2 separate regions of the Capsicum annuum genome follow, and region 1 is linked to region 2. A link is a contact called in public Hi-C data. All regions are on one chromosome and are shown on one strand. The core of a region is the stretch at or near the end of the contact, and the rest is flanking DNA. Distances in the headings are between cores, read along the strand shown. Region 1 holds the start of LOC107843341. Region 2 overlaps LOC107855572 (a long non-coding RNA gene).

Region 1 (6,999 bases), core at 2,219-4,718, 69 kb before region 2:
AAATATGCATTTTTCTAAAAGAAAGCGCAAAGTCCACACCACATGTTTCATCTATACCAAGTCCCTTAAATTTGCATGGCACATCTCGAGACTCTCACGATGTGGACTTGTGGTCCTTAACGCAGAACATAGTTTCTTTTAAAGTGTTCAAGTGAGTTTTTTTTAGTTTTTGTTTCTTATCATCTGTTGTCCACCCTCAACTAATTTTCGCATGGCACCTTCTACCTCCCTCCAATACAAGTGCCAGATAACTCTACCTATCTATCAAAGCTCAGACAGATAGGCAAAAACTTCCTTCTGTTTTTGCCCATACTGCCAAGTGAGGTTATTTTTGGCTTGGAATAGGAGGTGGTTTGGTAAAAATTGCCTTCTTGATAAGTTGATGCTAAAGAATAGATACTACAATGAAAACAAATAGGGCTAAGGAATGAAAATATCAATAGCTTGCAGGTTAGATGCATATGCCTCGAGGATATATGTTGTGTGGCAGCCTTATTTACCTCTCTGTTTCTGTGGCCTTGGTTTGATTTGGAAAATTCACAATACAATAGATTCATATAGAGCACAATCACATTCAATAGTCAATCAATTGCACACTTCCAACTTTGCTAACTCATTTTTGTCCTTTCTATTGCACACTTCAAGATTGATCCGAATTCGTGTCACTTAAGGCACATTAAAATGGGCTCAAACCGAGAGATTGTCACTTAAGGCCCATTAAAATGGGCTCAAACCGAGATCTCGGACTAAAGTAGAGGATCAACCATCCCAAGAAACCCAAACTTTCACAATAAAAAGAAGTCATAAAACCAGATACTTCTTTATGTTAGCTAACCGAATTGCTATGTTAAGCATGAAAAGCTATGAAATTAACAGATGAACACGATATCAATGACTATGCTAATAAACCAACGGGTGAAATTTCACAGAAAAACACTTGCAATAAAAACTAGTTAAGATGACAACTGCCAACCACAACATTTAGTGTTTTTCATAAAACCACACTACATAGATAATACAAAGTGCTGAACGAAGCACCAGCCCTAACAACCACCCATGCATTCCCCCAGTATGCGTCTGTCTAGGTCAACATGAGGTCATTTCCTACAAGGTGAGGACGGAGACAAACCCGAACTTCGTGTTCTTCTTCTGGCCCCTCGCGAACTTTTGGCACCATGATCTCGAGCCCCGTCCCTGTTTCATCATAATATGCTTCAATTTTAGCATCTTCAGGAATTCTGGTTGGAAGAGGAATTTCTCTGACGAACTCTCCTGGAAGGCAGTGTTCTGAGGATGAAACTTGAAGCTTGAAAGTCCTATTGAATCTCTTGATGAATGGGTTCCGAGATGTGCTCAAACAAGACACCTTGATTATCCCACGTGTGACCATGTTCCGCCATGAAACTTTCACTCTTTGAAGATCAACAAAGGGCAAGCTGATTACGATCAAATAACCTTCTTCATCTTCATATATACTTTTCGCAGCTGTAACAGGACCATAAGTATCCCTCATCACCCCACTAAATTCATTTAACCAATGTCGTTCATTTGAGTGAATTTCAAGGTCCGGAATTTGCAAGGAAGGAGGATTGACTTGCAGATGACAATCCTCTTCAGTTCCATTTGAGAAGAAGTCCTTTTTCCTTTTGCCGTTGACAGGTAATAGATCCATTGCATCTCCATTGGTATGATTGGATGGCTGAGTTGACAAATTAAGTCCTGAACCATTAAGCAGTTTCTTTGAGTTGGAATGTGGATTACTCTTTATTGGCGGAGGTGGCCTCTCAAGCTCAAATTCGGTGTTGGGGAGGTTTCTCCATGAACTGAAATCACTAGCTTCCGGTGGGATAGTGAAGTTCACATCCCTACCAGTGAGTTCCTTCCATCTTTTGCGCTCCTCTTCATCAAGAACCATGAGATTGGGAGATGACACAACCTCAATCCCATGAACACATTGAGGATTCGATAAGCCTCTGTAATGCTTCCTTTGCATCCTATGTGATCGAATGAAACCCCTATCAGCGCTAAAGGGAAATGGACGTTCTCCTTGTCGAGAATGGCCATTCATGTAACTCCGTAGCTGCATCTTACCCAATGCATTCTCAGGTCTATCCTTGAACACCCACATATACATATTCTCCATATCATGTTGAACCATAAAAACATCGAGTTGGAGATCAGATTTATCAAACCCCGAGATTCCATTACTATCGCGGATCATCTTAGCCTTAGATTTCTCACTTAAAACAGGCTTAAAGTAGAAACTAAAGAAAAACCACGCGCCCCAGATACTATCTACACGCTTTACACATTTCCTCCCTACTTTAGGCACACTAAGAAAAGTTTCACTCTCATAGATCTGTGTCCCTAGCCCAACATCAAGAATATCATTCCACGGTTGAGGAGGCGAGCTACGCTCAGCTGATAAGGGCAAATTAATATCAGGGGGACGCGTTATAACAACTTGGCGATTCATCTCAAGGTCTAATTCCTCATGTGAAGAAGAAGCACTTGAATCCATTGACAAGAGTGTTAAAGGGTGATGATGATTCTCCATTGACAATGTTGTAAGAAGTGTATCTACCATTTCACAAATTTTATCTCCCTTAGGAAACAACTCTATTTGCTAAATGCTAGCTCCAATTCTTAATTACCCAAAGCAACAACTTTCTTGGAAAAAAATCAATCTTTACAAAAAACAACACATCCATTTTCCTACTCCCAACAACAACAAAAACAACAACATTCACACCACCATCAAAACCCTTTTTTACTTATTCATCACATAACTACAAAAACCCTCAAAAACCCAAATACCAAAATAGTCAAAAGTCAGAAGAAAAATCAAGAAAAACTAGACCCCCAAAGAATCTTGAAAAACCCATAATCTTTATTCACCAAAATCATACATAAAAACTCTTTATTTTTTTTTCCACTATATAATATAACTTGTGTATTTATTGAATGTATAATTGGATTACCAATCAATGAAACCAAGACCCAAAAAAAGGACTAAATCAGAAGGGATCTTGGAAGAGTACCTTTTAGGATAAGCTTCAACAACCAAGAACCCACAGACACTAGGACACTCTGAACAATCAATGGCCCTTACCATCCTCATCCTTCAATTTTTTTCTATTAATTTGAGGATTTCTTTTACTTAATACACATGTGAAAATGAAGAACAAAAGAGAAAAAAAATAGTGAACAAGTCAAGAAACACACAAGAAATATTGAGGAGGACAATTAAAAGGTGGACACACAGAAAAATTATAGGAAGGCGTTTGTTTGTGTGGGGTAAACAGAAATAGGCTGTACTAAATAACACCGTGAATGATGATACAAGAGAACAACAGTTGTCACCGTTAGTGAAAACGGTGACGGTGCTTTTTTGGACAGATAATTAAAAAAGTGTGGGGTGGGGGCGGTTAAGGCTGAGAGTAACGAGGATTTTGATAAGCATTTTTTGTTTTGGTAGTTTTTTGTTTTGATAAGTATTAATTAGGGTTGGTGTTTAGTGAGTTGCTTGTACCATTTGATGTTTTCTACGCTTTTTTATTTTTTAAATTTTTTTTTACACAAACTATAGCATGTCAGAAACGAAGTGTTGAAATGTTCGGACTATACTCGGTCGTTTGGTGTGAGATATAAGAAATAAGTAATCTTGGATAAAATGAAAAATTATTTTATCTCATGTTTGATTGCAGGTATTAATTAATTCCGAGATAACTTATCTTACCATTTATATCATAGTGATGGAATAAGTGATACGGAAATTTCTAGCTCGAGATCTTTCACACGAAGCCAAGCACGTGAGTTGCAATGACTCCAAGTCTTGTTCACATCCTTGGCCGTGTGTGAGGCCCTTGTGAGCCCATCTAAAGGCCTATACTTATTAAAGTGTGAAGAGGCCCACCAAGACACCCCAAACCTACCCACTTAAATGCCAAGGATATTTTGGTCTTTGTCCTCCTTTGAATTGACTATATAAGCCATGTAATAGGGCTAGTCTTTTTTTAGTTGACTCATATCATAGAAGACAACAAGACTTGTAATATTTTGACTTCTCTTTCTCATTTGGAGCGGCTCAAAATCGATTCTCACTAATAGAGTTATACTAGTGTTGTATCTTGGCTAGAAACTAGGTTCTTGGGGTGCTTTGAGTTCCTCTTGGTCCAAGTAAGAACTTGGTATTGATATTCATTAGTCTTAGGGTCCTTTCTCTTGTTAGGGTTCTTAGATCAATGAATATTATATGTCAAGCTTCTATCTCTTTTTTGGTAAATCTTGTTAACATTGCCTTGTTGAATCTAAAAGTCTAGTGAAGTCGTGTGAGGCTCTTTCGATTCACTAACATTGTTGTTATTTGTTGTTCTTGATACACACTTAATCTTGTATCACTTGGTATCAAAGCTCAAGGCTAGGTTTTGTTCTTACAAAATCAATCTTGGGAAGCTCTTACCAAAAAGTGTTTTCTTGAACATTTTTGTCGGAAATTGGTTGTAGATCTACAAAAGATTTTACTTGTTTAGTTTGTTTCTTGTGTTGGTTTCTTCCTCATCAACACAAAAAAGTGTCTAAATCTAAAGTTACTTGAAGTGGCCGTCAGTTTGTCTTGTGTTGGGACGTTGGAGTGATTATTGTGGTGTATTGTTGTTATGTTCTTGAAGGTGTTGATGTTGTGTTCATCTTAAACTTCTCTTCATCCTACGTCTTAACTTCTCTAAAGATTACTAGATCCAAAAGGGTTATAAAAACAAAGTCAAAAATTGTTTCTGAGAAAACTTACCAACATCACCTTTTCAAGACTTGACAACCACTTTTCCTTAAAACAAGGAACCTTGTCTTTTCAACATCATTGAATTAGGGATGAATCCCATGTTTTTAGGCTAAATAGGGGTAGAAAAATGACCCTAATACCCCTCTGAACGCGGGTTTAAAAGATTGAAAATGTGCCCAGCGACGCTATAGACTACACGACGCGTCAAGGGTACCTACCAACGTGATATCCGATGATGCACCGATATCGCGTTGGCTCACTTGAATTTGCCTTAAGATGAGGAACATTTTATCTATCGACGCGATTGGCGATACGACGTGCCAACATTGTGTCGACTCACTATTTTGGGATTCCAAAAAAGGTCTAAATGAGGTTCGAAAAATTTGAAACTTGTTTGGAAACCCCTATTGACATACTGATCATGAATCAACTTAAAGATCGATATTTAAAGGTCGGGAAAGTTGTGAAATAAGATTTTCAACTTATGAAAGCTAGAATAAATTCTAAGTGTAAATACTTGGCTGAAATTTCTAAGTCTGCGACCTCTTTTCATGCTTTAACGGACTGAGTTAATCTTAGAATTTTGCAGGGTCTTACAGGAGTAAAGTACTGGCCAGTTAAGAACTCTCACATAAAAAAGTTGGAAGGTGGCGGAGATGAGGATGTTGCTATGGATATGTGGACTTATTAGGAGGAATATAATTAAAAATGAGATTATTCGGAAGATGATGAGAGTGGATTTAGTGGAGGACGAGATGCGGGAAGTGAGGTTGCGATGGTTCAAGCATGTGATGAAGAAGGACACAGATTCTCTAGTACGGAGGTTTGAGAGGCTAGCGATGAAAGATTCTTGATGGGATAGTGGTAGGTCAAAGAAATATTAGAGGAAGGTGATTAGGCATGACATGAAACGGCAACAACTTTCAGAGGACATGAACCTTGATAGGTAGATGTGGAGGATGCAGATTAGGGTAGAGAGTTGGTAGGTAGAAGTATGTCTGTAATAGTAGGGATGAGTGCTTTATTTGTATCTGCGACTGTGCTTGCACCGGGTTCATTATATAATAATTCCCTCCTAGCCTCAGCCTCTTGTTCGTAATATTTTAGTGATGTCTATGATTTTGAATAACTACTTTATAGTATTTATTTGTGGGTGTCTTGTTCCCTTTATTATATAGCGGTGTGATATTCCTTTTTGTTGTTTGCTTTTATGTTTTTTGTTTGTTATACTATTATCTATCCTGAGCTGGGGGTTTATTGGAAACAACCTCTCTACTTCATCTAAGGTAGTGGTATGAACTGCATACACTTTACCCCTAGACCCAATTTAATGGAAATACACTGAGTATGTTATTGTTGTAATTAAAAGAGAGTAAAGAATACCAATAACTTTTATTAGCAATGACAAAGATTGATAAATGACAACAACTTAATAAAATTATTACTTTATCATAGAATTTTTAATCATAATTTATTTTTTATTAGCAAACACTTTAATATTGTTGTCATATTCTATGCTTAAAATGATAATCGATAAATTTTAAATTTACAAGATTGACAATAATATAGTGACTGGTAACTCATCATTCTTTATAACTTTTACAAAATTTGATGAATATGTATTTTATGAGATATGTTTGAACCTTAAGAGTACTTGTAAATGCTTGAACAATATTCATTTTCATACTTCAATATCAAGACTGTCATCACATAAAAATACAATAATTTCACCAAGTCTTAAATATATTTTGTCTAGTAAATTAATTTTGACAAATGAGTTACTGACAGTTCCACCAAATTCATTGACATCCTATTTATAATCATGATATATAAGGAGTCACCCTCAATCATATTTTTTATCATTTTTCAGTCAAAACTATAAAATGGCATTTGCCTAGTTGATATTTGTATGTCTTTATCCAAATTTTTGGCAAACTTTTGACCAATAAATTGAATATGACTACCACAAGTGACTTTCTTTCTTCCTTTGATATTATGTTAAACTACTCGATAATATTTATAGTCATCACATCGTACCTGTTGCTTAAAAAAAACCTTTTTTCACCTATGAAGCCTAACATCAAACTCAAGACATCTGGATAATGCAAAACATATACCCTTAAATTTTAAAAATAATCAGAGAACTCATACAAATCATAGTACATAGACTGTTGAATAGCAATTGTACAGATAATTTTCATACTTAAAATTATTTCAGA
Region 2 (6,977 bases), core at 1,308-3,807:
TATCAAACCACTTTGAAGTTTTCCAGTCCTTTGCAAGTTACTATAAATACTTTCTTTCATGAACTTTTTAATCTTTAGAGCATAATTGTTAACTATTCAAAGAGTGGTGATTCTATTTTAACTGATATGGATAAGAAGATGAAAGTGAAGTTTGATAAATATTGGGGTGATTTTAGTGATACGAATATGTTGTTGTTTGTTGCTGTTGTGTTGGATCCTCGCTACAAAATGAAGTATTTTGAGTTTCTTTTTACGAAATATTATAATCTAGTGGAGGGATGTAAAAAGTGTGATAAAGTACAAGATACTTTAACCAGCTTGTATGCTTATTACAAGAGTTCTATTTATGGAATTTCTTGTGAAAATATTGGAGATCAAACTAGTGTGATTAGTGAAATTGATGCAGTTGGTAGTTCTGATGTGTGGCAATCACAATGGGAGAAATACCTTGAAAAAGAGTCTAATGTTGATGATAAATCTGATCTTGAAAAGTATTTGAAGGGTGATGAGGGAAAAAATTAAGGATTTCAACATTTTGAATCGGTGGAAAGCTTCATCAGAAAGATATCCAATTGTCTCTCGAATTGAAAGGGATGTGCTTGCTATTCCTACATCTACTGTTGCTTTAGAATCAGTTTTTGGCACCAGTGGTCGAGTTCTTGATTGTTATCGGAGTTCTTTGTTAGCAAATACTGCGGACGCTCTTATTTGTGGTCAACAATGATTATGTTAAACATCTAAAGAGTGCAAGCTTGAAGATCTTTTAGAAGAAATTCAAAATCTTGAAACAATTGAAAAAGGTACTAACTTCTACAACTTACTGATTTCTTCTTCCCGTTTCTAATTTTTTGATCTTTAAATTTGACCCCATAATAAAAATCTTTACTTATCTCCTCATTGTCTCTTTTTTTAGAAAAAAAGTTAGATCATATTCATGTTCATGGACATTTAATGAGAATATGATAATTTTTTTTTCTGAATATTCAGACTCTACTTTAAGCATTGCTTAGTTTGGAGCTCAAGCTAAAGAATATGGTGGAAGTTAGCTGGTCGTTTTTCTGAAATTTAGTTGCTATTTTTTGCTGAAAAGTGACTACAATTTTTGGATGATTTTAGCTAAAGTTTTTACTGGAATTCAGCTGTTGTTTTGCTTAAAAGTGATAGCAATTTAGGTGCTAGTTTTTTGGATTTTGGATTCAGGTGTTCTTTTGTTTCAGGTTATCTTGCCAATCAGTTATGGTAAATGTGAAACTTGTGATAATTAGAGTATCATTTATTTGTTTCCTTATTCTAATTGATGTTATCATATCTATTTGGATGTTTTCAAACTATCTGACACTATTTTGTGCGTTAAAAAAATTGTTGCATACCATTATTTCTCTATACAATTTTCAAGTATATAAATTCACTAGATTATTCACACTTTAACTTTCGTATGATGTGTGTACTCTCTTTTAACACTGCTTTATTATTCAATGTCCTTATAGATAATTGGTGCCAGGTGAATAACCCTTACAGAAGATGAAACAAAGGGTGTATCTTTTTGTTTGCTTGAAATAATAGTTAGTTTGATTGATAGTAACATTTCTTTCTTTGTGGTTATGAAACAGAAAGATCGAAGGTTTCAAAGTCATGCTGTGCTTGCGCTCTAAGAAGCTGTTGAAGCGTATTTAGTTGGTTTCTTTGAGGACAACTTGTGTGCCATCCATGCTAAGAGAGTCACCATAATGCCCAAGGATATCCAACTTGCAAGGCGTATTTGTGGAGAACGAGCTTAAGCTGAACGCAATATTGATTAATGAAAAATCTCTTTTTGGTTTCCCGTGTATGGTTTTAGCCTTTAGGTACCTAACTAGCATTTTTTGTTTGTGCCTGGAATGTTTATCAGTAGATGTTTTTTCAAGGATCTTATCATGTTCTGTAAATACTGGTATAATAGTTTTGGTGATGTGATACATCGATTAGTATGAATGCTGATTCTGGTTTCGTTCTTGTTATGGTTCTTTTGATATGATCTGAGTAAATCCACTGTGCTGAAATGGTTTTTTTTGTTGAGTTCCTTACTGTATTTGACTTGTTTTGTAGCTTTTGGGTACTTACTGCTGTGGTTCATTTTTTGTTGTTCTTCTATGTTCCATATCTTTGTGCCCTTGAACTGGTTTGATGTAATATACTCAATAATTGCTGATAACCGAAAGTTTCCTAACTTTCAGTTACCAGTTGGATGACAAGCTGCTTCTTATTTAGATTGACTTACTGGAGAGCAAGCTTCATTTTTCTTTGAGGAATCTTGCCAAAGCTAAGGCTGTACTTACAGCTGCTCGAACAACAGCTAATGCTTTATATATCCTTCCAGATAAGCAAAGTGAAATTGATTTGCAGAGTGGGAGACTTCATGCAGAAGAAAAAGATTATAAAGTTACTTATAGCTATTTCTATGAGGCATTTGAGACATTTAATGCCCTTTCTCGTGATCCCAAGGATACTTCATCAAAGAAAGATCCTGGTGCCAAGGACAAAGCCAAAGCCATATACAGTCTCAAGTATATGTTGCTATGCAGAATCATGGTCAGCCAGGCTGATGATGTTGTAGGAATAATATCTTCGCGTGGATTAGAACATCTGCAGCTAGAACTTGATGCTATGAAAGATGTTGCCGATGCTTACTCCGGGCGATCTTTGAAACTCTTTGAGATTGGTTTTCGCAACTTTAAGTCTCATCTAATGAAGATCCTATTGTCCAGTGCCACCTCTCTTCAGTCTACGACACTTCAAGAGAGTAGAATCTCTGCAGGTTGATCGAGCCTTTCTCAAGGGTCGATATTGCTAATATTGCTGAGTTGATTGAGGTTCTAGCTGACCATGTTGTGAAAAAGTTATATCAAATGATATTAGATAAGAAGTTTCCAGGGACACTAGATCAGGGTGCTGGATGCCTTGTAATTTTTGAGGGTCCTAAGTGAGATGAGATTTACCCGGCTACACTGGAAACCATTTCAAGTATGAGTAAGGTTGTTGAGAGTGTGTTTATAAGATCTTCAAAGATAATGGTTTGAGTTTAAGATCCTTCATCCAGGACTTTTATTTCTTGAGCTGCAGGTAGTATCTGTTTTAAGCTTTTGCTCCTCTTCTTGTGTTTGTGCTTCTGACACTTTTTAAATATTTGATTACTTTGAGTAGAGCTACAATTTGGACATTGATTAGAATGACATTGCTTACTTAAATCAAACATCAAAATGAACTTGTCATGGAGTATTTTTCAAATCTTTCTTCAGTCTAAAGTACAAACAAAAATGTTATTATTAACCTTTTGGTCATCCTATCACCCTGGTTTTATTCTAGAGATGGTTGGAGTAGACTAGTCAATAACCAAAAAACCGAAAAACCAAACCAAACCGATGGTTATTTTCTTTCTGTGGTGAGGTTTTAGAAATTTAAAAATCAACTAAATTGGTTTTGGTTATGGTTTTAACCACTAACCGATCCAAAACGACCCATGAACACCCCTAAAGATAGGGATATAATTGAGTACTTGAACTTTCCATTATATGATGGGCCAGGAAACCCTCATTCCTATTTGAAGGCATACATTGACGAACTAGAAGTTATAGGACAAAGCGATGGTCTCAAGAAGAAGATCTTCGTCAGTTCACTTACTGGTCCTACATTGATGTGGTACGCCAAAAAAGATACTAGTAAGTGGATCTCTTGGGACCATTTGACAATTGACTTTATTAGGCAATTTGACAACAAGCTAAAGAGAAAGCTCATAGTTGAGACTGATTCAGTCGAGACCAATTTAAATAGGGGAAAGACGATCGTCGATGAGACATCAAAACCCATAAAACTTGAAGTAAGCATACCCCAACCTCAACTAATATGGTACCCATCTCCGAAAATCATTCCAACATCTAATTACGTCCAAGCCTATTATCCCCAATCCTTTACAACACCACCTCCACAGACCTTTTGGTTCCCATATCTGTTTGTTGCACCAATATCACACTACCTTCCAATGTCTTACTAAAATCCACCAACAAATCAACAATCTGTCCAATCCACTAAACCTCAACATGAGCTCCAAAAAAATCCACCAAAATAATACACTCCTCTAGGTGAACCCATTGATCAAGTGTATGAACGACTCAAAAAAATGGGTTACATTACACCCATTGCTGCTGTACCTGCTGATACTAAGTCTAGGCGGTATTGCCCTGACCAAATTTGTGCCTATCATTCTGGGATGAGAGGACATCCTACCAGGGCATTTTTTGCCTTAAAGAACATGATTCAAAAGCTGATTGATACCAAAGTGATAAACGTGACGGGGTCAACTCTTGATGCTGATTGATTTCTCAAGCTTGACTGACACTTGTTGACATTGGTGAAGAAGATCATATTGATTCTACTCTCAACGTCTAAACGTTTAAAATTCCTTCATGTTTTACAATTTGCAGTTTCCTTTTATGTTTTCCATGCTTATGTAATTTGAACTACGATCGACCTGATTCCCCTATGGATACGTAGGCGCTTATTTAATGAGTTTGGTCTCACCATAATAAAACTTTCTTTTACCCTGCTTTATCATTTTTCTGTACGAAGTTTGATGAATCAATAATATGATGTGAATCAACGAATCTGATGTTTAACTTTCGAATTAGATACTAAGTTTGTTCAATCTCCGAAAAACATTGATTGTTCTGACTGGTGTGTTGCAATTTTATTGTCTGCAATTATTATCCCGCTGTTATTCGACAAAGTTGTGATTAATTGGTGTCTTAATATAATTGGCCGTTAATCAATTTGGTTATTTGGGCGGAGCTTAATTTTGGATAATTACTCAATTATATTCACACACTTTCAAATTGATTCGACTAATTTTTGATAGTGTTTACTTGTTGAAATAATTTCAGTATGGTGATAAACTTTGATTATATTTTTAATTGTGATTCTGCTAGTATCCAATTATATATGGTAACTACTAGTTGTTAATGTTTTATTTTTTATTTATTTGCTTTTTTTTAACTCAACACATATACTTTTCTATTTTTTTATTTATAGAAAAATGTGATCTAATTATTTTAGTTATGATTTGATTACATTAATTAAGGAATGAGATTGCCCTGATTATCTCTTAACTTATTTTCGTTCCTTATTTATTGATTTTCTATTTTCTATAAAAGGAGGACTTTCCTTCACATTTTTGGACAGATATTGATATTCCCTCTCCTCTTAAGAATATAGAACTTATAATCTACACTCCCTCTCTTCTTTTAAATTTATATTCTCTATACTCTTGGCTCACTATTTTTCTCATACTGAACGAAGTTACTTAATTTTCTTATTCTGAGTTGCATTTCTACCTTCGGAGTTTTGGTCTAAATTTTTCTGTGGCAATTCGCGTCTGACATTCGGTATTTTTTGATTTTTCCTATTATTGTTTGCCATCTTCAACTAGTAATTTTTCTGACGACATAATTTTAATACCTTATGTGATGATGCTAGAAAACATGTCTACAGGAATTACTTGGTGTTTTGTGTGTTCTATCGTTGTTGTATCATTTTGTGTTTGTAATCATATCATGATATTCTTGTTAGTCCCTTTGTGCTTTTCATGCTATGCCACTGTGTTTGACAGGTTTGGGGGAATTAAAGAGTTGCTTGAGGATTTGAGAGGGATTATGTTTTTCCTTTTTAGTTTAGTCGATTCTTCTTTTTATTGGTATGTAATATTGTATAAATACCATCAATGTAATGATAATCATAGAGGACTGTTTGGTGGGCGGGGATGTATGTATTTTTACGTGCTTTGTTGATCGTAGGCAAACGTTGCTTAAAACTGTGAATTTTTTCTCACCTAGACAAATTGCTGATCATTCCAGAGGCCGTAATTGTTGATTTAGAATTAATAAGTAATTGATTTTATCACCTAGATATAACATTCCAGAGGTTTTAATTGGCCTTCGGCCTAGTAAATTAATTTCGAACTTTTTATTTTATTCATGGCATGCATTATAATTTTTAACATATTTTCAAACTTTAATCTTTTTTTTTTAGCAGTATGCTTCTATAGTTTTCCCACATGTTTTATTAACTTTTTGTCCTTAAATTAATTCTTTAGCACTATTTATTAATTTTCAGCAATTAACTTCCACTTTGAGCAGATGTTATAATATTTTCATCAATTACATTTTTTCCTATCTGTTTAAACAATGTCGAGTAATTAAATCCCGTTCTTAAGGCTGTCTAAATGAATTTTAGTAATTGAATCCAGTTTTCTAGCCTATTTAAACAACTTCTAGCAATTACACATTTTTGTGTATAAAAATATTTCCATCAACCAAGTTTTGCTTGTCATGCCTTTAAAATAATGTAAAACTGAATTTTCCCATTAATAATAATTTCCAAACACCTCTCACTAATTTTAAAACATGTTTCTTTTATAATAAAATTAACAAGGATTATTCTCCAACATAGTTACTTTATTTTGACATACTTTGTTTTAACAACTTTACAACCTTATTTTGATGATTTGACAATTACTTTTCATCAATAAACTGTTACTTTTCAAGTAGACATCATGCTTAATTATCTTTTAAATTACAAATTAAAATTCTTACTCTTTCATGTTTGTTTAACTTTGATTTGCCTTTTAGTTCTCAACGAATATTTACAACATTGTTTTAAATATTTTGACAATTACTTTTCATCAACGAATAATTACTTTTTACTTAGACATCGTGCTTAATTAGCTTTTACAGAATAACTAATGGTCTTATTCTCTCACGTTTGTTTACCTTTGACATGCCTTATTGCTCTCAATGAATATTTACCACATTGCTTTAAATGATTTGACAGTTACTTTTCAATAAATAATTGTGTGATCCTATAGATATCATGCCTATAGGTTAATTAAACAAAAGCAAGTATTTATCTTAATCTCATTAATCAATTTTAATCAACCAAGAGGCTAACGT

Evidence for each region. Hi-C and Micro-C count contacts between places; a contact is called where the count stands out from the background.
Region 1: a Hi-C map of leaf shows a contact between it and region 2, with 1.6 times the contacts expected there. The contact joins the promoter of LOC107843341 here to the enhancer-like site in region 2. A contact is called at or near these places in 2 of 5 Hi-C or Micro-C datasets (leaf and placenta).

Annotation. Positions count from the first base shown.
Region 1 is chr10:172,320,206-172,327,204 of UCD10Xv1.1, reverse strand. It overlaps LOC107843341, which reads right to left and starts at 3,468. Exons shown (of 1, transcript XM_016687580.2): 1 at 922-3,468. The coding sequence starts at 2,587. The coding sequence ends at 1,082.
Region 2 is chr10:172,250,206-172,257,182 of UCD10Xv1.1, reverse strand. It overlaps LOC107855572 (a long non-coding RNA gene), which reads left to right. Exons shown (of 3, transcript XR_001670289.2): 2 at 1-800; 3 at 1,611-2,006. It also overlaps the pseudogene LOC107855570. Among protein-coding and RNA genes, the nearest start is that of LOC107855572, 5.3 kb to the left of the region's middle. Within about 2 kb of position 2,557, at least 1 of the 5 cell types and tissues checked has an H3K27ac peak or open chromatin away from gene starts, as enhancers often do. A contact at or near this core is called in leaf, where this site is marked.